Regions from separate parts of the Mus musculus genome. Here all the other regions are linked to region 4. Evidence: chromatin contacts called from public HiChIP or PLAC-seq and promoter capture Hi-C data. All regions are on one chromosome and are shown on one strand. Each heading gives the region's core, a stretch centred on a gene start, on an enhancer-like site or on the middle of the called end of the contact. The rest is flanking DNA. Distances are from core to core; before and after follow the strand shown. Region 1 has its middle 60 kb from the start of Trim2. Region 2 has its middle 44 kb from the start of 4930565D16Rik. Region 3 holds the start of Trim2 (tripartite motif-containing 2). Region 4 holds the start of Fhdc1 (FH2 domain containing 1).

Evidence for each region. HiChIP or PLAC-seq counts read pairs in DNA pulled down with a chosen protein or histone mark. Capture Hi-C pulls out chosen DNA fragments and counts their contacts.
Region 1: an H3K27ac HiChIP or PLAC-seq map of the NIH/3T3 cell line shows a contact between it and region 4, with 6 times the contacts expected there. The contact joins the enhancer-like site here to the promoter of Fhdc1 in region 4. A contact is called at or near these places in 12 of 39 promoter capture datasets (the 3T3-L1 cell line, 3T3-L1-derived adipocytes, HPC-7-derived erythroid cells and 7 more), 25 of 484 Hi-C or Micro-C datasets (3T3-L1-derived adipocytes, the C2C12 cell line, the G1E-ER4 cell line and 15 more), 12 of 115 datasets of contacts at active chromatin or transcription factors (CD8 T cells, the NIH/3T3 cell line, bone marrow-derived macrophages and 9 more) and 4 of 9 other capture datasets (adipose tissue, embryonic stem cells, liver and 1 more).
Region 2: a contact with region 4 is called in an H3K4me3 HiChIP or PLAC-seq map of embryonic stem cells, with 32 read pairs. The contact joins the enhancer-like site here to the promoter of Fhdc1 in region 4. A contact is called at or near these places in 17 of 39 promoter capture datasets (HPC-7-derived erythroid cells, cranial neural crest, embryonic stem cells and 10 more), 1 of 15 datasets of contacts at CTCF or cohesin (embryonic stem cells), 82 of 484 Hi-C or Micro-C datasets (the AML12 cell line, B cells, the C2C12 cell line and 39 more), 31 of 115 datasets of contacts at active chromatin or transcription factors (the HPC-7 cell line, the NIH/3T3 cell line, VIP interneurons and 22 more) and 5 of 9 other capture datasets (adipose tissue, embryonic stem cells, liver and 2 more).
Region 3: a contact with region 4 is called in a promoter capture Hi-C map of liver. The contact joins the promoter of Trim2 here to the promoter of Fhdc1 in region 4. A contact is called at or near these places in 2 of 484 Hi-C or Micro-C datasets (Sertoli cells and embryonic stem cells), 3 of 115 datasets of contacts at active chromatin or transcription factors (embryonic stem cells, memory CD8 T cells and pancreatic cancer cells) and 3 of 9 other capture datasets (adipose tissue, liver and pancreatic islet).

What each region holds. Positions count from the first base shown.
Region 1 is chr3:84,317,631-84,320,928 of GRCm38.p6, reverse strand. No RefSeq gene overlaps it. Among named protein-coding and RNA genes, the nearest start is that of Trim2, 60 kb to the right of the region's middle. Within about 2 kb of position 1,813, at least 70 of the 459 cell types and tissues checked have an H3K27ac peak or open chromatin away from gene starts, as enhancers often do. A contact at or near this core is called in the C2C12 cell line, the G1E-ER4 cell line, the NIH/3T3 cell line and 7 more, where this site is marked.
Region 2 is chr3:84,334,121-84,337,446 of GRCm38.p6, reverse strand. No RefSeq gene overlaps it. Among named protein-coding and RNA genes, the nearest start is that of 4930565D16Rik, 44 kb to the left of the region's middle. Within about 2 kb of position 1,851, at least 53 of the 459 cell types and tissues checked have an H3K27ac peak or open chromatin away from gene starts, as enhancers often do. A contact at or near this core is called in B cells, bone marrow-derived macrophages, differentiating embryonic stem cells and 8 more, where this site is marked.
Region 3 is chr3:84,257,665-84,261,133 of GRCm38.p6, reverse strand. Trim2 (tripartite motif-containing 2) reads left to right here and starts at 1,355. Exons shown (of 12, transcript NM_001271727.1): 1 at 1,355-1,809. It overlaps Gm40078 (a long non-coding RNA gene), which reads right to left. Exons shown (of 3, transcript XR_867391.3): 3 at 2,910-3,469.
Region 4 is chr3:84,478,213-84,481,588 of GRCm38.p6, reverse strand. It overlaps Fhdc1 (FH2 domain containing 1), which reads left to right and starts at 2,098. Exons shown (of 12, transcript NM_001205355.1): 1 at 2,098-2,240.

The sequences.
Region 1 (3,298 bases), core at 564-3,063, 160 kb after region 4:
TGTTTCATGACAGCAATAGAAACGTAAGACAGGGCAGAGCTAGGAACAGTTATAATCCTACAAGTCCTGCCCTTAGTGAGCACCTCTGTGAGGTAGGCCCAGTTCCACAGCCTCCCTACACAGTGCTGCCAGCTTGGTGGGGGGCAAGTATACAAATCATGAACACTGGGAGATGTTTCAGATCCAAACATAACTTAGGTTCTTCAACCAACCTCTATTTATCCTCTAGTTTCTCCCTTTTAGCATGCTTACTGGACTTGCCTTGTAACCTGTGTTCTCCAGAGCCTCAGGTAGGCGTGAACACAGCCACCTAGAGAAAGGGATTTCTTTTTTCTTTTTTTAATATTTACTTATTTATTATTTAATGGATGAATGCTCTGCTGCACATACATCGCATGCCAGAAGAGGGCATCAGATGCCCTTGGAGATGGTTGTAAAGCACCTCGTGGTTGCTGGGAATTGAACTCAGGACCTCTGGAAGAGCAGCCCGTGCTCTCAACTGCCGAGCCTTTTCTCTAACCCCAAGACAGGATCCTTCTGGTATGTGTCCTCATGCCTCTATACGGAACACATCTAACACCAAGAACACTGACTGCCAATACCCTTTGGCCACATCAAAAAGGGGCGAGCTCACAAATGTCTTGATAGATTGATAGCTTCTAGACATAGAAAACATTGATTAGTTTTACATTGGCCGTCTACAGTATTTTTTTTTCAATCATTCTGTAGATATTTTAGTTTATGGTCTAAATTTTTACATTAGGCTAATTTTATCAAACTTACAGAAGACTTCATTTTCCATTTCCTTTGGCTTTCTGAGTTCACCCAGGGGTTGTTGACCAGGGAAAGTGGGGAGGGTTTTTCCACTGTGTTTACTCTTTTCTAATTTGTTGCTTCATCTGGGCCACTCTGACACATCATATTCTCCTAGAAAAGGAATGATCCCAACTTTGAAGTAGCCTAGAGCCTCACAACACTAGAAGCTTTAACCCTGCAGGTTTAAAGGCTGGGTTGTGGAGAGGCATGGTGGTTTTGACCCGGGAGTCTTCTTTATAGCAAACTATGAAGTGAAAGCTGGCATCCCTCCATGAAGATACCAGTGAAACCTGGAGCCCGCAGGCTGTGCATTCCTTGAGTGCTTGGAGCACACCCAGCACAGAGTCAGCACCCAACAAATGCTTCTAGAATGAAGGAATGGGGATCAACAAGCCCAGGGCATCAGCCAGGAGCCTTCCACCCTAGATCCTTCCTGTGAACTCCCATTCTTGAGGAAGTGACTCAGGGTTGCTATCTGGTGGTGGGTGAGAAAACATGTGCGTTTATCAGCAGGGTACTCAGCCAAGTGGAATTCATCACTGGGAAACCATTTGTGTTTTAATGAGGACAGAGTTGACTACAGACAGCCTAGTCATCTACCATCTTGGATGCCAGTCTGTCTTGGCATTTTGGCTCCAAGGCCTTCCAGCAGTTTGAATTCCAGGCAGTTTGAATTTCTCTGTTCAATGATGTGGAGGCTCAGAGAAAATTCCAAACTATGAACTTCACCGTTGAAAGAAGTAACTTTTGAGTACCTATTGTGTGCAGTAGGTGCAATAAAGAGGAGGTTCTGGTTGCAAGGATGGAAGATAGATGGAGAGCGTCAACATTAACTGGACAGGCAGTGTGTGCTGAGTCCATAAAGCAGCTACATATAACTCAAAGCAGGCGGGCAGGGAGAACCTTCTAGAAGAGATGGAAAGTGAATCAGAGATTAGGAGGTCCAGTTTTGCTAAGTCTTAAAATCAACACCCTCCCGTCACATGGCCTTCACAGACATTGATGGGTGTTAGAGTCACAGGGTGTGGCAGTTAGTTTTATGTGTCACCTTGGCTAAGTCGTGTACACATGGTGCCCAGTTGCTTGGTCAAATGCCAGACTAGTTATTGCCCTGAAGGGAACTTTTAGCTATGATTCACTTTTCTTTTCGTCTCTTTTCTCTCTGTGCTGGGGACTGAATCCAGGGCCCCATCCATGCTAAGCATGTACTCTGTCACTGAGCTGCCTTCCCACCCCCTAATTAACATGAAGCCGGGAGACCGTGAGTGAAGCAGATTACTCCATGAATGGATGGACCTCATCCAGTGAGACAGAAGGCCTTAGTAGAAGAGATTGATGGATACCCAAGGTTGAGGGTGGGGATACCCTTGGGTGATAGGAATCTTGTCAGAGCGTCTAGCCCACCCTACACATTTTAGGCTTGCTGGTCTACCCCACAGTACAGCTCTCTGTCCACACATCCTGTTGACTACTGCGCTGTAGGGTCCTAATGAATAGGCCTTTTTGTTTAGCCAGTAGGGCTAATGCACCTGAGTCCTAGTGTGTCTTCACAAAGGGACATAGTCCTGAGCACGCCTTTAATTTCAGCACTCTGGAGGCAGAAGCAGACATATCTTGGTAAGACCAGGCTGATTTACATAACAAGGTCCAGTCAGAGCTTTGCCTCCAAATCAATAAGAACCATAAAAGTTAAGGAGCACACAACCACTGTGGAGAAAAGTAACTCCTTTTTTCTCTTCTTATTTGCTGATCTGGGGCCAGGACTTGAGAGCTTGTTAGAGAAAGCTGGGTTCATAATCTCTGGGGCATCACCAGGACCCAGGTTCTCCTGGCAGGTTTTGGAATAATTGTTCTTCAGGTAGGGACCCCAATGCCCACCCTGACTCCCCTGAGCCTCCGATCCAAGCAATCGCATGGTAACCCCTGTCAGATCCAACTCTTTGTTGCCAGAGTCAGTAGCACTAGCTTGAACACAATGAATAAACATCCTTGGGGGCTCCATGGTCACTGGCTAGACATGCCCAGAGCACACGCAGAAATTTAATGGAATGGATTTACATTTTAGACTCCAAAAATTTGGGACTAATTGTTGGCGTCCCTCTAATTATCAAGAGATTTGGGGGTGTTTTTGGTTTCTTCCCTAATCTTAGGCATGTGCCTGAGGAAACTGGAAGAGGGCATCAGATCCCCTGCAACTAGAGCTACTGGTGGTTTTGAACTATCATGTGCGTGCAGGAAACTGAACCTGTATCCTCTGTAAGAGCAACGAGTGCTTAACTGCTGAGCCATTTTTCCAGGCTCTAGCAAGCTCCTTGTCACAATATGTCTGATTTCACCCAGGATTCCTGATCCTGGTTCCTGGCTGGAGCGTTTTCATCTTTGTGTTCTTGGTTCTGGTGTGATACTTTGAATACAGTAGAGGCTTAATGAGTATGTGCTAGGCTGCCAGCTGTAGATCATGGTAGGGACAACAGGGGGTGAG
Region 2 (3,326 bases), core at 602-3,101, 140 kb after region 4:
CTGAGAAAAACAGGACTCTCTGCTTTGAAGGTTACCGGTGAGAGTCCTGGAGAAAGAGGAACCAGAAGGATGCAAAGAGATGTAACATGTCCTGATTTTTTTAAACAAACAAACAAACAAACAAAATTATACTAAAATATGTTAGTACAAGCCGGACAGTGATGGCTCATGCCTTTAGTTTCAATACCGGAGAGGCAGAGGCAGGCAGATCTCTGTGAGTTCAAGGCCAGCCTGGACAACCAGGGCTAGACAATGAAACTTTGTCTCAAAAAAAAAAAACAAAACAAAACAAAACAAAACAAAAAAACCAAAACCAAACAAACAATGTATGTATATGTTTGTGTGTGTTTATATATGTTACTGCATAGAGACCATAGACAATGGTTTAGTGGCATACTGCCTACCTGCCTTACTAAGCAGAGGCCCCCAAGTATGATCTGCTTCCCTCTGCATTTCCTCCTTACCCGCACAGACATATATATTCACATCCACAGGATCCATAAGTACCATGTCATACAGATGGTGACCTCTAAAACTTTATGTAAACGGCACGATGCTATGTGACCCTCAGAAACATCTGCTGCTGTCTTCTTAACCTTGTGTCTCCGAGACTGAGAAAGTGCTCTCTGCTGACGCACAAGGATCATGTGCATTTATTTTATTTTATTTTATTTTATTTTATTTTTTTTGTAGCTGTGGAATGTTTTGTTCTTGCTTTTTTTGAGATGAGGGAGTCTCTTTTTATTGCTCAGAATGCTTCCTAACTCGAGAGCACAAACGATCGGCCCTGGCCTCCGCTTCCGGAGGACAAGCTGGCACTGTGCGCTAGGTACTCAGCCCCTGCCTTCCAGTCATCTTTCCAGTTCCTTAGCGCAAGGGGTGGAGCCCGGGGCCTTGTGCAAGCAAGCTTGGCAAGCATTGGACTGCTGAGCTTCTCACACCCTGGCCGTATTATTGGAGCATAATATCTAATCAAGAAGGCCCACAGATCTGCAAAGTTCCAGTTCAAGGAATATATGGAGTGCTTACACGTGTATTACCATCTCACAGCCTAAGGGAAATGACCAGGGCTGGAGATGCGGCTCAGCTGGTAGAGCGCTTTCCTAGACTCACAGAGCCCTTGGGTCAGTCTTCCAGCATTGCACAAACTGGGCTTTTTCACAGTGCATGCTTGTAATCCCAGAACTCGGGAGGCAGAGGCAGGAGGATAGGAAGTTCACTGTCTCCCTGAGGGACTAGAAGTTATGTTTCCTGATAGGTAGACAGATAAGAAGAAGGGCCATGACTAGGAAATAAAGGTGGTGAACTTCCAAGATGGCTGGCTTCTTCCTCATGCTCCTGACCTGAGACAAAAAAGCCTGAAGGCTTAAAACAAAGGACTGGTGGGCTCTCCTCTCCAGCCCCCTGCCTGTGGACTTGTTTACAAAAGCTGTGGATGGTTCATCTCCCCTGCTTTTGTTCTAAAGGACCAACCCTAATCTAGAGGAGGAGGACCTCCTTGAAGATCCTAAAGACCCCAGCCTTTCCAGGAGAGATGGACTTGGCTTCCTGAGCCCCCCTGCTCTACAGAGGGTGTGTGTGTGTGTGTGTGTGTGTGTGTGTGTGTGTGTGTTGGAGGCCAGCCTGGACTAACTACTACAGGAGATGTAAAAAACAAAAACCGAAAATAGATAAATAAATAAATGAACAAACAAATAAACAAATAAATGTAGATTTAGTCCTAAATTCTAAAACAACTGCAGTTCTGATGAGATGGATATTAGCCAACAGTGTAACACCAGGATTTAGAAACCTCTCTCCTGGCCATTTATTTTCATTGCAAAACAGTACGAGCGGATTGCGACTTGTTCACCTTCTTTGCTGGAGAGCGTTTGTGTCGTTTGCCCTGTCTTTACACAGGGGTATGCACTCACACCCACGGCTCACTGAGGGTGGATTTGCCATTTCCAGCCTAGTGCAGCTTTACAGCTTTAACCTGTGGGTCAACCAGATCGCAGCTCTGCCTGTATAGCAGGATGTGAAAGTTGCTCTCCCCCACAGCCTCACAGGGCTTAGAATCCAAGTGTCTCCTAATCTACACAGTGAGAACCCCCCCCCCCCCCACCACCACCACCGTGATTTAAATTTGCATGTCACTGCTTCCAAATGAGACATCTCACTAGGGGGTTTTCAGGGATCCTCTTTTCTGAATCCATTAATTATGTCTTTGTCAAGTTTTTTTTCTTTTCCTATTGGGTTGTTGCCATGTTTACTGATTTTAAGGACTCCTGTATATACTAGACGCTTTTCCTGGATCAGCTTTTTATTGGGGCGGGGCACTTTGTTTTAATTTTCAAAAGAGGGGGGAAATTCGCTTAATAAACTAGAGGGCGCTGAGTGCGATGTAAATTTCTAGCGAGATCTAGAACGGATGGGAAAGTGGATGACTTGTGGCAACTGAGCATGGAGTTATGATCGTTGGGAGGAGCCTAGGTTACAGAAAACCAGTCACGCCGGACTTGTCTCGGAAAGGCTTCAGTTGCGGGCCACCACCTTTTGGGCGACACGCATGAATGATGAGCGCACTGTGCCCGCACGTACATTTCATGAAGCCCTGGAGACCGGTTACCTCCTTCATGGTGCAGAGCTCAGCAGCGACTGTGGAGGATCCCTGGGCCATAGAGCAGGGAGAGCAGGGATGTTTGTGGAGGGGTTTCTGCGAGTCCGTAACCTTGGCCTTGCCGTAAGGGAGATGCTGAACTGTAGACATGGGATAAAAATCAGTTACAACTGTGTCCTATGAATCCCGCAAGAATTTTCTGGAGACTTATATATACTTGGGCTGGGTACTGACCCATTCAACAAACTCATTGGTTTCTCTAAGAGGGGACAGAGGGGACATGGAAATCCTGTGTAAGTGTCTTGAAAGTGAATTTGGAGAATAACATCTGTACCCTAAATTTAACCTAAATGCAAATTCCCAAGGACACGTCAAAAGGGTCCAATTCATCACCTTGTCTGCCCCTCCCTGTCACCAAAATCCTCACTAGGGAGGATGTGAGAGAGACAGCCAGCCATATGAGGCTCGGGAGAAGCTGGGGCACCGTGGCAGCGTGCAGTGGAGCAGTGGCAGGCAGACTGGTCTGGCCAGTGTGCGGCCTGAGGAGCATCTGCGTTCAAGGCCAGCAGGAGCTGGGGAGCTGGAGCTGGGCCCCGCTGCTTCCAGACTCACTCGCTGTTGCCTAAATGCTCCTGGAACCCTAAACCCATACTGAAACCCAACCGCAAGGTGGCGCTATTGAAGTAACCCTTGGGAGCTGAGTGGGTAGAGTGGTACCTCCCCACCC
Region 3 (3,469 bases), core at 106-2,605, 220 kb after region 4:
CGGCGAGCCAGGGAAAATAAGTGCTTACAATGCCGCTAGCCAAGGAACCAGGGGTCCTTCCTGGAGTAAGCTCCTCCCATCACACTGGCTGCAGGCTCCCAGGCTGTGAGGCAATTTATTTCTGTTATTTAATCTCCTCACTTCCAGGTACTTTGTTTTGACAGATGCAACACACCAATACAAACCGTTTTTCTCTACTCTGTATTTACCTTCGCTGTCTAACCACACACCTGCCCAACCTGTCTTGCTTAGCCAGAAGGTCCCAAATACTTTAGAAATCTGTGTGGCTGATTTGTATTCTGTGACCTCGTTCTGAACCCAACTCCTGGCTTCTCTGGGTCCTCTCTCATTTTCTTCTACTTGTCCTGCCACAGGAGGCAGACAGGAGGCTATGACCTCTGTAGGATACCTTTGCCCCACCCCTGTAATGGGCATTTTATTTTAGTCTCTCTCTTGCTGTCTTTGGAGTCTTTCCCCTTCATTTCAAACTCACCTCCACCCCCTTTCTAGGTTGGAGTAGCCTTGTGAAATTATCTTTCTGCGGTGGAAATCTTATTACATCACTTGCCAGCTCCAAATCTCTCAGAGGGTCCCTTTAGTTTCTAGTCAGATGCCAAGGTCCCAGTTTACCTAGGACGACAAGCACGGTGACCTAACTTCTTTGCCATCCACCATAGAGCATCTATCTGTCTTCATTGCTCCTGCTCTGCCCCTAAAGCCACATTCAGGATCAGCTAGTGCCCAGCCTCTTTGTTCTAGAGCCTGCAGAAGCCCAAAATTTAAAAGGCTTGTCCGGGAGGTGGCGGCAGGTGGGGGTTGGAGGTGGGGAGCTGTCTTTGGATTCTAGACTGATTGAAAAGCCCCATCTGTGCTCTCCCCAACCCCACCCTATGTTTCTTTGACTGTAATTTTTCAGGGTTGGGAACTGGTAAGTCTCCCTAGCATAACCAGCCCAACACAGTAGAGCACTTGAGAGGAAGTAGCGACTTCACGCTGTCAAAGGCACTCCAAAGTGAGGAAGGGACGGGGGGGGGGGGGGGGGGGGCGGAGAAACAGCAATTTTGCCCAGCTGTTTGGGAGAATGAAAAATCAATTTGCAAAGACAGCACTTCCTCATCCTTTTCAGCGCTGACTGTATCATAACTGACTCGTGAATTGGAATTAAAGCAAAGCTTTTCCCCTTGTCACGGTCAGCAGTGTGTGCTTTCAATACCGAACGCCCGGCGGTGGAGGCAGGCTGCGTCGAGCTCGCTCAGCCCGGTACAGCTGAAGTCACTTCCCCTGCAGGGACAGAGCGTGCTTTCGTGGGGTGGGCGGGCGGGTGTGTGTGTGTGAGAGAGAGAGAGTTTTCCGCAGTAGACCTGAAAACCCAGCCAGCCGCGGATTGGCGCATCCCGGCTGCGGCCGCCTGAGTCATCCGAATCGTTCTGGAACCGGGCACCAACTTGCGTGTTTGTCCGCGGCTCTTTGTGCGCGGATCAGCTGTACCGTGGGCTCTGGCATCTAATCCAGGATTTGCCTCTGCGCGAGGCTTATGGAAAGCAGATGTCTCGCCGCTCTGGGACTGAGCACAGAATGGAAGTGACCCAGAGAGGAGCTGTTTGGTACAGACGACACGGAGGGAAGGCCCCGGCGCGGCCCGCGAGGCCAGCTCCGCTCCTCGCGTCCGTCCTCTCTGCCGAGCCCGCCGCTCAGATCGTGTCCCGCGAGCGAGCCGTGTGACCGTGAGGCCGCGTGCGGCGGGAGCCGGGATACCGGGGTCCGCGGCCGCCAGAGATCCGGGTGCGAGCAGCAGCCGCGAGGGTCGCGGTAAGTGTCCCTGGGGGTGGGGGCGTGAGGGGCGCGGGCGGTTTTTCGGAGCTGTCAGCCCGCCAGCACTGTTCCCGGAATCTCACGGACCCTCTGCAGACCCTGACCTGCAAGGAACGCTTGCAAAGTCATTTGACCCTGGAGTAGAAAGCGACTCTATAATCTTAAAGCTTGGAAAGGTGTCCTCTTCCCACCCCCACCCCCAACCCCATTTCTTTTTCTTCCAAAAATAAACAAACAAAAAAATGTTCTTTCTCTTTGAAGGAACTACTCAGCTAGATTCCTGTCTATTAGTTTTCACGCTTACCCTCTGGCCAAGCTCACGCTGCACGTCTGGTTTATTAAAAGGTGGAGATGTTGCCTTTCTGGGCTTTTTGATTGATGCTGAAAAATCTGCATGCTGCTGTCAAGATGTAAAGGATTGGGGGTGGGGAGGAAGCTTGTCCCAAAAATGCTTGTCAGATGCAAAGCATTCCGCGAACCCCAGACATTTCCCCATTTGTAATCTAATCGATTCCAGGGAGCAACTGACTTATTTTCTGCAACTCCTTAATCGAATTAGGGCACAGATAGCGTTAGATTCAAATACTTTTTAATTCTAGTGTGTGTGTGGGGGGGAGGGGGAACGGGACACGTATTTATTTATTTTGAGGTTCTGGGGAATTAATGCTCGGCTGAACTGATAAGTTACGGCCCCACCTCTCAAATGCTTTTTAGATAGTACATTTAACAGCATTTGAAGTTCTGAGAGTCTAAAGATTAGGCTACACGCTAGGATATACATGAGAGGTTGTTCTTGTGACAGTTTGCATATCTATGCCCGCCCCCCCCCCCGCGCCCGCTCAGGGTTGGTTGGTTTGTTTTTCCTTCTAAGATGGAGCTTAACCTTCACATCTGTATTCTTGAAATATAGTTATAAGCTCAGTACAGCATAACAAGTACTTCCAGATTCCTTCCTGGGGGCGGGAGTTACTGTGCTGGATTTTATATGACCTCCAGTTTCAGATTTCCACTCCATTTCACCCTTAACAGAGCCAGCATGGGCGCTTCAACTCCAAGCAACAGAAGAGCAGGAGTGATTCAGAGCACTTGGCCCACCACGGCCTTGAACCAAGACAGAAAGCATTTTATAGACTTTTTATGATATGCACTACATTCCCGTCCTGTTCAAACATAGGCTCATATAATGATTAAAGATCAATTAAAGAGAAGCAGGCCCTGCCTCCCTTCTCCCTTGGGTAAATACGGTCTCCCCTTTCTTCCCTCCCTCATTTGCAGAATTCTATTTCACTCAGTTACCATGACCTCATTTTGGATTGCGGCATACATGGGGCCATCAACTGTCATTATCAATGTTTGTTTCAGTGAAAATGTGCCCTGTCAGTATCTTCTGAGAACGTTTACTCAAACCTTACCTTTATTTTCCTAGAAAACTCTCCATGTATATAAATTGTACTGTGTCAAAAAAAACAAACATGGCATCCATACCTTTAATTATTCTTATATCATCCCGTTACTGGTGGCTTGTGTGGATTATTATTTGGTGAGATTGTAGTTTCTATTTTATACTGAAATACAGGTAGAGAGAACTTCTCATAGGACACTAAATATAAATAAATGGGTTTGAAAGTATGGCCATTAACATGGAATGCTCTGGCCT
Region 4 (3,376 bases), core at 849-3,348:
GCTGCCACAGTTTTGGGGTCTTGAATACTGGGCTGGTTTGGACTAGTACTTCTCTTTTCCTATGCAAGACCCGCAGAAGGAGGCGAGGAATGATGCCCAGGACTTGAGGACCTGGTGGAGTGTCTGGAAGTCCTTAGACCCCAGAGCTTGGGAAAGGAAAGCTCTGGTCGGTTATCTGGGCGCACCCAGAAAAGGGTAGGATGACTTCATTCCCGCAGAGGGCGCTTCCCCACCCCGGCAGCTGAGGTGCCAGCAGCCGGTTTGTCCAGAGTAAGTTTTCTTTGACTACTCACTTCGCTCTCTGCCTGGCGTCTTCGCAAGTCACTTTGAAAAAAAAAAAAAAATTTATGCGATTAGACTGACTTCCCTGTTTCCTTCAGTGAGTGGGCGGGCTCTTTCCCAGTTCCCAGACAGAGCCCCTTCATTCAGTTCTGCTAGGCTTTTTTTTTTTTCTTCTTCTTTAATAAAGCTCAAAAGTTTGTTACCATCATTGAGACAAAAGAAAATAAAGGAGAGGAAGGGGAAGGGAGGGAAGGGGAAAGAAAGGGTGGGAAAACAAGTGGGAGAAGAGACGTGCTCCACAGGGGATCAGACCTCTACACCGCTCTGGACCTCCTGAGAAGCGCTAAGCTCCAAAGAGAAGCTGTGGAGTGGAGCGGAGGTGTGTGAATGTGTGTGTGTGATATAAAGGTGCATGCGTGCCTACGAATGTGCGTGGGGTGTTCTTGCGTGTGCGCGGGATAGGGTGTCCAGGAGACTGCCGCAGAGGTTCCTTTTGTGGAAGGCGGTGACCTGCTCAGTAGCGACCGTGGCGCCTCCCACTTCGCTCCATTAGGACACCAAGGCTCATCTTTTCCCTGCAGCAATTTCCATCGTCCTCTGTGGTTGCCCGCCCAGCCCCGAGCTGGTCTTCAGGTGCCAGGAGCAGCGTGCTGGGCGGCGGCTTTCGAGTCTCGGGAGCCCGGAGCTGGCGAGGGCGAGCTCAGTGGCGGTGCTGTTCGGGTTGAAGGGGGAGCGAGGGAAGCAGCAGAGCAGGAAAGGGCGTGCTGTCCTTTGCGGCCGGCTGGAGGAGCAGCCGGGTAGGCAGCATTGTTACCTGCAGCGGCCCCGCCCCTCCGCACCGCCCTGCCCCCTCACCGTCCCCGGCCTGCAGTCCTGCGGAGAGACGGCGGCGCCGGGACAGCGGGCGGAGGCTGCGCGGGCGCCGGGAGCGGGGGCGCGGTGAGTGCGGGACGACGGGAGCTAGGGCCCGGGCTGCCAGGCTGGGTTCGGGATGCTGGGCTGAGCAGCGGCGCGGGGAGGATGCGGTGAAGCGCGAGCTCTGTTCCGGATTCCGGGGACCTGATCCTGGAGCGCAGGCCCTGTGCCCCGAGGCGCATATGCGCCCGACTGGCTCGGCATCGGACCCTGAGCTCGGTGTAGCGCTGTCCGCGGGTGGGACCTCGGAGGTTTGATTAGCTTTCGTGGCACTTATGCGGGTCGCGCAGGTCACAGAAGTCCCTTTTAGCGAGGACTCGCTCCTGCTATAGTGATGTGGGGGTAGACTTCCAATGACTGCACACCTCCCTGGAAGTTCACCTCCGAAGTGGCGTCGGCGCTTGTGGAGTGGCGGGTTGGCAGTCACCCATGGTCCCCGAGCGTGACGGTTCCCCAGCCCCAGAGACTCCTTTTTGCGTTTCTGTCGCGGGTTCATTCCCCCTCTCTCGGTGCAAAACCGCAGTGCGGCCGAGAGCCCTTCTCCCAGGAGCCCACGCTGGGGACTACACGGTATCGCCGCAGCGGTGGTCCAAGCGGCTGGCGGCCACTGTTCCGTGAACCACGAGCTCCATAGAGAGCTGGGACCCCGGTTTGGGCGGGGAAGCTTGGACAGGACGAGCCACCCCCGGTCGGATAGGCACAGAAGAAGCCCCAGGGGTTTCGCGGCTGGCCTCCATGGCCTCTGAGATGGTCCGAGACTGGAGAGTGCGGGGCACTCATGGAAGCTGAGAGTCCATCCTTTCCCGGGAGGGTTGTCCCTACTGTCCCTGCTAGGGATCCTGCGTGGCGCGTGTGGGCGTCTCTTCGCCGCGGACGCGCGCCTTCCCGGCCCAGATAAGGCGGCCTCTGAGCTAGTGCGGGGACCGCCCATTCGAAGCTCGTCTGCTGTCCCGGGATCCTGGGCTGCGCAGCTGCGGGACGCTGGTAGCCTCGGGGGGCTTGGGCTAAGCGCCTCGGGAGCCGGCGGAGCCAAGGGCCTTTTGGTGAGTGGATTCGCCAAAGCGAGGGGCTAGAGACCGAAAGAGGTAGTGGGCAAGACTTGGGACTTCGTCCATCCTGACTGGAAAGAAATCTTTCTGGGTGCTCCCTCCCTCCCCTGTTCCGGGCGAGTTTCATAAAGACCTGGAGCTAGTGTTTAAAGAAATTCTACTTTGAGTTGGACACCCTGCGAGCACCCTCTTTAGTCCCCGTTGTCTTCCTGGAGCTTCTGTCTCTCCGAGAGCATCCTTCGGCTCTCCTGGGCCTATTCTTCCTGGTTTGGGAACTAGGGGAGAAGAGACTGGAAATGTGCTATCAGAAACAGGCAGCTGTGAATGTTTGTTTATGTGACGTGACAGATTAAACCTGCCGTCGTGGGTACTCTAGGCCGGCTGAAGGGCCAGGTAAGACTGCTGCTCGCAAACTGACTGTATTTCTTGATCAAGAAAGGGTTTGAAAAGACAGGTCGAGGTGGAGAGATGTTCCTTAAGGAGTGAGTAGAGAGAAGAGAATAGTATTAACGAAAGGCGGGAACTTCCCCCAGCCCTCTCTCTCTTTTCCCAACTAAGAATACTGTGTATGTAGCTTAGCCTCTTCCTCAGTTCCTCAGGTGGACGGGCTGCACTCCCAGCTCAGGCTCATCTGTGACACATGTCAAGAGGCAAGAGGAAAGCCATCTGGCTCTGTGTCACTTTTTATTACTGTTGAACAGAGCGTGCAGACCCTCCTTTGAGAAAGCTCTGGTTAGAGCTAGGGGCCACACAGCTCTTCCAGGAACCCTTAGGAATGGTCTTATTCTAACCCTGTGTGCTGGCTGATCATACGCTGAAGGTTAAGTTCTTGATCATAGCATCCCTCACTGAAATTGGAGTTAAAAGATGCTGAGCTGAGCAGCAGAGCAGCATCCCCAGCGGGAGGGACAGTAACCCCACCTCTGATGACCGGTGGTGGTTATCACTCAGCAGACTTGAAGATGGGTTCTGTCATCAGAAAGCCTATTGGTGACAGCTCTGCATTTAACGGCCTCCTCGCTGTAGGGGAGACGTTAAATACAAGCCTGCCTGTGTTTGTCTTAGGGAGATTGATGGGATAGTTGAAGGTTCCCAGACAGAATCGGGGCTGATTCCATTGTCTCTGCTGC